Regions from separate parts of the Sus scrofa genome. Here all the other regions are linked to region 1. Evidence: chromatin contacts called from public promoter capture Hi-C data. All regions are on one chromosome and are shown on one strand. Each heading gives the region's core, a stretch centred on a gene start, on an enhancer-like site or on the middle of the called end of the contact. The rest is flanking DNA. Distances are from core to core; before and after follow the strand shown.

Region 1 (2,700 bases), core at 106-2,605:
CAGGAACCAAGCAATTCAGGAGGAAAAACAGATATAGATATAGATACAGATACACGGACTACTAGCATGAATCAATGGTTTGTGGATGTGGCCTTGAAATATTCTTTTATCTAAACATAACAGTGTACCGCGCACGCAGGCTGATTTTTCTACCGGTGCCTGATCCACAGTCGGCCTGCATTTTCTGCAAAAATTGGGCACCCTAATCTCAGACTCAAAGCGCTCTTCTGACTCTCTCCTCGGCGCCCACCAGGCCGAGCTCGGTCCTCCCGCTCCTTTCTCCCCAGCTCCCGCCTAGAGGCCGCTGCCGTCCGTGGTCCAGAGACCCGCGCGGTGCGCGTGGGAAGCCATCCCCAAGGAGCCAAGTTAGCAGTTTCTGCCAGGGCACGCATTCGGGGGAGCTCCGGGCCACAGGGTAAAATTGCCACCCCGGCGGTGATAGCGAGCTTAAGCCGCCGGATCCAAGCAGCTGCCTTGGGATTGTTAGCGCCGCATCATCCCCAAGCGTTAACTAGGAAGGGACGCCAGAGGCCAGAGACCAGAGCCCACCAAGTCTGGGGAAAAGCAAACCAGCCCCGCAGGGCGCACGGCCCGAGCATTAGCTTTCCCAGATGCCACCCCTCCCTGATTCTTCTTCTCATCCCTCTCGGGTCCAACCGCGTCAAGAAGTCTGGTGCCCAACTTTGGGCGGGTGTGCTCAGAGACCCGAGAAGCCTCTAGTCGCAGTCAGTGTCGCCAACCCCGGGTTCAAAAGCGTCGCGCAGCCACCTGTTTCCCAAAGCCCGGAGTTCGTGTGAGAGCGAGCGGCGGCCGGAAGAACCCAGTCACCCCCTCAGTCCGGCTCGGCCCAGGAGCTCCCCAAATGCTCATCACCCCAAATCCAAGTGCGCACATATCTCTGCGCAACACCGGAGGCTCGCGCCACTCCGGCTACCGGCGCGACTTACTTCCCGGTCTCCCCGCTCGAGCCCCCGCCCCAGCGCTGGCCGTGCGGCCCGTGTCGCCCCGGCCCTTCCTGGCAGGACGGCGCCCCCAAAATACCTGCTGTGACGATGAAGAGAGCGAAGAGCGTCTTGCGGACCATGGTACCGTGGTGCTTAGTGCCAAACCCGGCGCGGGCGGCAGGAGAGTTTGCCAGGACTGACAGAGCGCACCGGGCGCGGGCGGCTCCTCCTCTGCCCGGTTGGCTACTGTGGGAGCCGGGCGGCCGGGGCGGCTCGGGCGGCGGGAGGGGAAGAGAGGCGAGCGCCGCGCGGCTCCGTCAGCTGCGTATCCTCCGGCGCCCGGCGCGCTTCTGCTCCATCCCAGCCGCGGGAGCCGGGGGCCGCCTCCGCCGCCCGACTGCCGCCGCCAAACCCCTCCCACCCAGGCCCCGCGGCGATGACAAGGCCACCCCTGGCCTTTCCTCTCCCGGCGGCGTTCAGGTCCCGGGAGTCCTGGCCCAGGGCGGCCTCTGCTGGACAGTCGGGGCGGGAGATCCGAGTTTTGAGCGGGTTCAGCGAATGTTTGGGGCCGCTAGGCCTGTGCTGGGAGCTAAGGGAACGCAGTGTAATGGGAGCGGATTTCTGCCCTCAAGAATTTATCTCACCTTTTCTTATGTGGGTGATAACCTTTAAACAGGTTATGCCACCTCCAAGAGCCAAGACCCCACTTCCTAAGAGAACGTATTACATTTCTTTCCAAGTATGAGAACCTTTTCCTTTTCCTTCATTTCTCCGGATGTTCCTGCGTATACATTAAACCTTCGCACACGTTCAACCCCACTGCATTTCCTGGTGCCTAAGTCAGGGTGTCTGTTATCATATTCAGCTTCTTTCTAGAAGAAACAGTATTAATGTCAGGTAACAGTGGTTCATGGGCCCATTCAGAGCCAGGCACCCCATTTCATGTTGTATCGTGATACCTTCCAACGACCCTGGGACATAAGAATTCTTATTCCATTTTGTAGATGAGAAAACTAATGCACAGAGAAGAGAAGTGATGTGCTCAGGATCACATGGCTAGTAAAGACTGAATCCCGTAATTGAAGAGTTTGTGCACCAGGGCATAATACCAAAGGCTGACATTTCCTGAGAATGTCTGCGTGCTGGACGACTGCGCTGTACAGGTATCAACCCAGTCATGGTCTCAGAACAGTCCTTTGATGTGGGCACTCTTATGTCTTCATTTCCAGGGGAGAAAATGAAAGCGTCTGGAGGTTTAAGTACTTGCCCAAGGTCACACAACCAGCTAATGGTACAGATAAAACACATGCCCGCGAACTCTGGGTCATCTCTGTACTATGCTCCTTTTTCAAAGTCCGAAGTCTCTGTGTGTTCACACAGATCAAAGCTGACCCTTCTCTTAATGCTTCCACCACCTTAGAGCTGCTTATTTCTATACCTCAGCCAGACCAGATGCCAGAGCAGCTCCCAATGTATGTATTAGGAGCCCGGTGGTCCCCTAGTCCCTGGAGATGGGATGCTGCAGGAATTAAGGGGCATCCCTAAAGAACTGGTTTGTTCAGGACCATCACTAGCTCTGGAGAAGAGTTTTCTTCTTCTGTGACTTCTTACCTCCTAGAGAGAGCCTCGGGTTTTCTTTTCTCACTCTTTGGGGCCTCCCGGCTTTGTCTGTGATGATATCAGTTCCTCTCACTGACCCCACCATTACCACTTGTCACACTTCCACAGCTGGATTAAACTGAGCTCATAGTGTTTC
Region 2 (2,719 bases), core at 7-2,506, 340 kb before region 1:
GGGGAGGAAGCCAATCCAGCAGGTGCATTAAAGTCTCCAGTATGGGACCCCAGGGCTTGATCCTTCCAGGGACTTCGAGGAGCTGTGTGAAATGTACCCCAGTGTGTGTTCCTAAAAGACAGGCAATGGGAGAAGTTATTTTCTGTCTCTCACATGCAGTTGGCCAAGAGTGGTCTTGGGTGTTAACTACCTTCTACTTTCGGACACCTGTGGGATTAGAAGAGCAGTTCTGCAGTATCTCAAATGTTCTGACAGTGGCAGAGAAGCCTGGGGGCAGAAAGTGGGTAGTTCCTTTGGGGCAGCTGATAAAATGTGCGGTCAGTTTTCATCTTAGCACAGTTGATTGTGCCAGGAATGACTGGGGTAAAAAGGTAGACTGAGGGCACATGACATGGTCACAAGAGGTGTCAGATATCTATATGATCTTGTTCTATGGCTCCAACAAATCATTACACAGTGGTCAAACAACAGGACAGTTCCTAAAGTCTGGATTCATTGGCATCAGGTCACACTGCTTATGGGGCGTTCGTGGCGCCATCTTGGTTGGGGCTCTAGCTGCTCCTCAGCTCTTTCCTTCCAGCATTTACAGACATGGTGGTACAGACTCAAGATCACCTTGAAACACACAAATATCTGGGGTTTTATCTAAACTAAGCCTCAAGTACATTCCTGAGGCTAGTGCCACCTACATGGATGTGTTCTTAGCATAATACTTACGTGGTGGCTGATGCTTCCCCAGCAATGCTGTAAAATGTGCCCCTCTCTGGGTCAGAGAAGGTAGACATAGACTTAATTCATCTCCGAGTTGGGAGAGAGCCCAGAGTAAAGCTGTGTGGCTCCAGCGATGGGGGTGAATTCAGTCAAGATCCGCTTGGGAAATTCTCCTACAAAATTGTGCTCTGGACAGGGGAATGACAGGGGATGGACGTGGGAGAGTATTGGTGGAATTTCTCAGCAGGTGATTCTGCAACACCCCCACCCATTTTCCCTTGAGAATAAGAACAGAGTTCATTTGCCCAGTGGCTAGCTGGCATATCACAGGATGCTTGGCATTCTTCTCCCTGCGCTCCATCAGATCCCTAAGGTACTATCCCAGGCCGCAGGAAGCCGTGGGGAATGTGACAGCTGTAGGCAAAGCCCATGGAACACAGAAGTGATGGGATTGGATTAGGAAGCTGGCACAGACTTGCACAGACCTACACATTGGTCAGCTTTGGAAAACCCTGGACTGTCTTCTTGGCCTCTTGACCGCACGTACTAAAGGCATCCCCAGTCCTCACCACTAAGGGACCACTTTTGAGGCTGGCAGCAGGCTGAGTCTACACCGTAGACCATCTGCATTCACTGGGAGTCCTGCCTGCCTCCTACCCCGCCGGGAGGGCCTCCCGGGATGCTTCCCTTGGCAGGAGTGTCTTACAGCTGGGCTGATTATTAGTGAGTTTCTGAATTATTTATGTCAATGCTCCCTTTCATTAGTGTGAATTGTCACGAATGGGTTGTAATCAGAGTGATTTAAGTTAGAGGAACCAAAGAATGAGGTGCATTTTTTAGTTTAATGTTATAACTTGTGGGGCTTCGTTATTGCTCTTAAAACTCCTACCGACATTGTTAGGAGAGGCCATTTGGTGTGTTGGAAAGGACCCTGGACTTGGAATCTGGAGACCCTGGTTCCTGGACTTGCTCCCCTGCCCTGGACGCGGCCTTACGGTACCTCACTGATCACCTGTCTAATGTTCTGATGCTTCAGTTGAACAGACAAGCAGAAAAGCAAGCTTGGTGGGAGAACCAGAATGAGGAGCCAGGTGGCACAGTTCACTCTTTGCTCTGATTCGCATGATCTCGTTGACCTGTTGGGCATTTGTTTAACTTGTCTGGTCACAAGCTAGAAGGCAGCTGTCTCCCAACTGGAGGTGTCTTCACCAGAAACAGATCGTGCTGGCACCTGGATCTCAGACTTCCAGCCTCTGAAACTGAGAGAAAACAAATGTCTATTGTTTAAGCCACCCAGTCTATGGTTTTTGCTAGAGCATCCTGAACAGACTAATACACGGGGCTAGACTAGGGACGGTGGACTATCAGAAGTGGAAAGCAACATGTCTCAATTTGCGTTTTTCCAGAAGCAGATCCCCAGGCAAGGGTTAGAGTGAAAGTGATTTGTTTGGGAGGTGAGTCCAGGAAGCAAAGCTGAGGGTGTGGGGAAGTGAGACAAAGGAAGATAGGAAAACTGTGGGTTATCACCATGGGCAACTGGTGCTTAGTATCCCTGGGGGCCTCTAGGAAAAACAATGTGGACTATGACTCAGAATTTTCCTATTTAAGGCCAGGAGAACTGGGACGCTCATACGTCGACTCCCTAAGCCCCGCGAAGGCATTGAGTTCCCAGCAGGCGTCTTGGGTCAGATAGAACCACCAGGGAGCGCTGTGCAGCAAGGCATACCAGGGAGCCATCTCCGGTCACCTCCAGGGTAGACAGAAGGGCCAAGAACACAGCGCAGGTGACAACTACTACAGCAGAACTCTGCTACTCTCAGGTGACCACTGGATATTGGGGGGTGGGGTTTTGCGAAAATACAGAGTCTGTTTTGCGGGTCTGGAATGGGACCCGAGATTCTACATCTCTAACAAGTTTCTCCATGATGCTGAGGTAGCTCAGACATGGGCCAGTCTTTGAGTAGAAAGAGGTACATGGATTCAGTTCAGTTCAACATGTGTTTGTTGG
Region 3 (2,700 bases), core at 53-2,552, 390 kb before region 1:
GAAGATGAAAATAGAACTGCCTTTTGCTTTTCTAACAGTCAAAAACATACTTGGTATAATTAACTAGGGCAGAATCTTACACGTGAAATGTCAGTCCTTTTAACTTGGAATTTGGTAAACAGCGAGAAGCACATCCAATGGCTGAGCAACATTTCACCATGGTGTTAACAACTCATAACAGAACTGAAAGAAAATTAAAAGGGCAAGCGTTAGTAACTTCAAAGCTAAGGGGAACATATTCACCTTTCCCAGTATGTTCTGGTATGTTTCAGTTAGGTAGCATGAAATCAGTTAGAAAGCCAAAGGCAAGTATTTTCTTCCAAAACGTTTACTTTGCTCATAAAATTTTCGAGGGGTTTGTCTCTTTACTAAAGCGAGTCATATTTAGCTATGCCACAAGGCGCCTGATTGCAGTTTTGTAGCTGGTACATTTCCCATCCACAGCCCCTTAGGCACCATGTTCCCTCCGCTACAACGCCTTGGCACACTAACTCCTGAGCTTCCCCCGGGAAACCATCCTTGACACCCAGATATGTCGGCTCCTCTCCAGTATTAGCTCTCGGAAAACACACTTCTCCTTCTCAAAGCTGTAATCATTCCTACATTTATTTCACATTCTCTGATGAAAGTCCTCCTCCACCAGCCTGGTGAGTTCCATGAGAGTATGGCAGGGCTTGTGTTTTTTTCTCACGTGTGTCCCCACCGCGTAGCTGGTAAATGTTACTACACATTTTGAAGGAATGAAGCGGACGTAAAGGAGAAGAGGAGGTAAAGGTGGGGCGTGAGACGCTGGCAAGTACGGGTGCCCAGCAGCAGCGGCGCTCCGGTGGGGACCAGATCCGAGCCCGGAGGCCGGCCGAGCTCCGCCCCCTTCTCGAGGCCCTGGCTGCGGCTGGGAAAGGGAGGGGCCGCCCAGTCACAGGTGTGGATGCAGCCGGAGAGCGGCCCTTCCTCTAGGGCCACCGGGCGTCTCCGCGCCGCTGCGGTCCTCCTCACGCCGAACCACGCCCAGGGTGTGGGCAGGCAGCAATGGGGAGAAAAGGAGAGACAACCTAAGATTTGTTACCGTTAGCGGCGAAGGCAGCGACTAACACCGATAACCGAGATTGCGTCTCCCTTCACTTCCGCCCCGTCGCCCCGGGAACCGGAAATCCGGCTGCCCCGGGTCACGTGTCCCTCCGCCATCTTGGCTCTGCTGGCAGCAGCAGCCAGGAGGGGGGGTGCTGGAGCAGAGCTGGGTCTCTGGACGTAGTTTTCATCCTGGGGGAAGGGGCCGTGGAGTTTGAGAGGCTGTGGAAGAGATGGCGGCCTCGGCGCGGGAAGATGGCGGCCGCGGGCAGGAGCACGGACGGCGGGGCTGCGAGCACTATGACAGAGGATGCCTCCTGAAGGTGACGACTTCACTGGGCTCTTCCCCTAGGAGCTTCCGCCGGGTCCAGCTGGGGGCGGGGTGGGCAAAGCGGTTCGGCTTGGGCTTAAGTTTGAGGCTAGGCTGTTGTCAGGACACCTTGTCTAGCTGGGTTGCTGCCGTAGAGAACGTTTTTGGCAAGGCGACCACACGCCCCACCTTTCCTCTTGTGTTGTACTTTGCAAGCAAAGCTCTTCTTGCTTGGGAAGAGCCTGGGCTTGCACATAGGTCACTTTATTAGTGGGTTCTTTTTATTTAGTCTTTCGCTTCTGGAAGTGGACTTCGGCAGCCTCAGGCCTGTGCTGACATTTCCCTGGGATCACTTTCAGGTGTGTGATGAAATAATGGAAGAAGGGCGAACAAGCGGAGCATCGGCATACGATTTCATCTCCTGTAGTAAATAAGTTTTACAGCTTGCCAGCTTCATTTTAGAGGCAGTGAGTATGCCTAAACCTGCCGCAGAGAAAACGTATATGTGAAATAGGAAGACAGTCATTTAATTGCCACAAAATAGGAAATTATGTATGGGAGAGTGTCTGATGGGCATGTATTGTTACTTCTGTTATTTAAGAAAAATTCCTAGTCAGCTTCGAATTTGAAAAATTGACATCCATCCAGTTATTTTTCTTGCAAGAATTTTTCTTCCTTAAAGATTTTGCTTAGAAGGCTTGAGCTTTGGAGTCCGACAGTCCTACCGCCAAATCTTAGCTCTGCGCCTTAATAATTCGGTACTTTTGAGAAAACTACTATTTACATATAAAATAGGAGTGATAGAAGTTCCTCTTTCATAAATAAGTTTGAGGTTTTGAGACAACCTAAAGCCTCTGCTGTAGGCTGTGGTTTGGTGAACATTCCTTCACTGCACTGGATGAAGCTCTTTCACGGCTGGTCATTTACCAAGGGTTGTGTAAAGATATTGAATGCTATCCTTAAGATTCCATTTCCATTGAGATGCCGTGTTAGAGTTTCGGCCTTGGGGTTTTAGACCTCCTCCTCTCATCTTCCCAAGAAAGGCACAAATACATCTGTGTTTCATAGATACATAGTATTCATTGTATTCATAAGATACTTGACCCTGAGTATCAAATGCTATCCACACCCCCTTGGTTCTTTGCTTAAATACCAGAGAGGAGTGTAGAGTTTGAAGGAGGAAGTAATCAACTAAATCAAATGCTGCTCTTTGGGTAAGATAAGAACTGAAAATCAACCTTTAAATTTAGCAAGAAGGAGGTCACTGGTGATGTTGATATGAGAAGTTTCTGTGGAGAGATTGGGACAAAGCCTGATTGGAG

The links. Promoter capture Hi-C pulls out the DNA fragments that hold promoters and counts their contacts.
Region 2: a promoter capture Hi-C map of fetal skeletal muscle shows a contact between it and region 1, with 7 times the contacts expected there. The contact joins the enhancer-like site here to the promoter of PARM1 in region 1. A contact is called at or near these places in 4 of 5 promoter capture datasets (fetal liver, fetal skeletal muscle and liver), 19 of 47 Hi-C or Micro-C datasets (alveolar macrophages, brain, embryonic fibroblasts and 12 more) and 2 of 2 datasets of contacts at active chromatin or transcription factors (alveolar macrophages and skeletal muscle).
Region 3: a contact with region 1 is called in a promoter capture Hi-C map of fetal skeletal muscle, with 6 times the contacts expected there. The contact joins the promoter of RCHY1 here to the promoter of PARM1 in region 1. A contact is called at or near these places in 3 of 5 promoter capture datasets (fetal skeletal muscle and liver), 9 of 47 Hi-C or Micro-C datasets (embryonic fibroblasts, epiblast stem cells, fetal skeletal muscle and 4 more) and 2 of 2 datasets of contacts at active chromatin or transcription factors (alveolar macrophages and skeletal muscle).

The regions. Positions count from the first base shown.
Region 1 is chr8:70,786,789-70,789,488 of Sscrofa11.1, reverse strand. It overlaps PARM1 (prostate androgen-regulated mucin-like protein 1), which reads right to left and starts at 1,355. Exons shown (of 5, transcript NM_001243716.1): 1 at 1,042-1,355. The coding sequence starts at 1,084.
Region 2 is chr8:71,128,003-71,130,721 of Sscrofa11.1, reverse strand. No RefSeq gene overlaps it. Among named protein-coding and RNA genes, the nearest start is that of RCHY1, 52 kb to the left of the region's middle. Within about 2 kb of position 1,256, at least 1 of the 83 cell types and tissues checked has an H3K27ac peak or open chromatin away from gene starts, as enhancers often do. A contact at or near this core is called in fetal skeletal muscle, where this site is marked.
Region 3 is chr8:71,180,411-71,183,110 of Sscrofa11.1, reverse strand. It overlaps RCHY1 (ring finger and CHY zinc finger domain containing 1), which reads left to right and starts at 1,302. Exons shown (of 9, transcript NM_001097490.1): 1 at 1,302-1,391. The coding sequence starts at 1,302. THAP6 (THAP domain-containing protein 6) reads right to left here and starts at 1,159. Exons shown (of 5, transcript XM_003482412.4): 1 at 1,067-1,159; 2 at 81-183. The coding sequence starts at 160.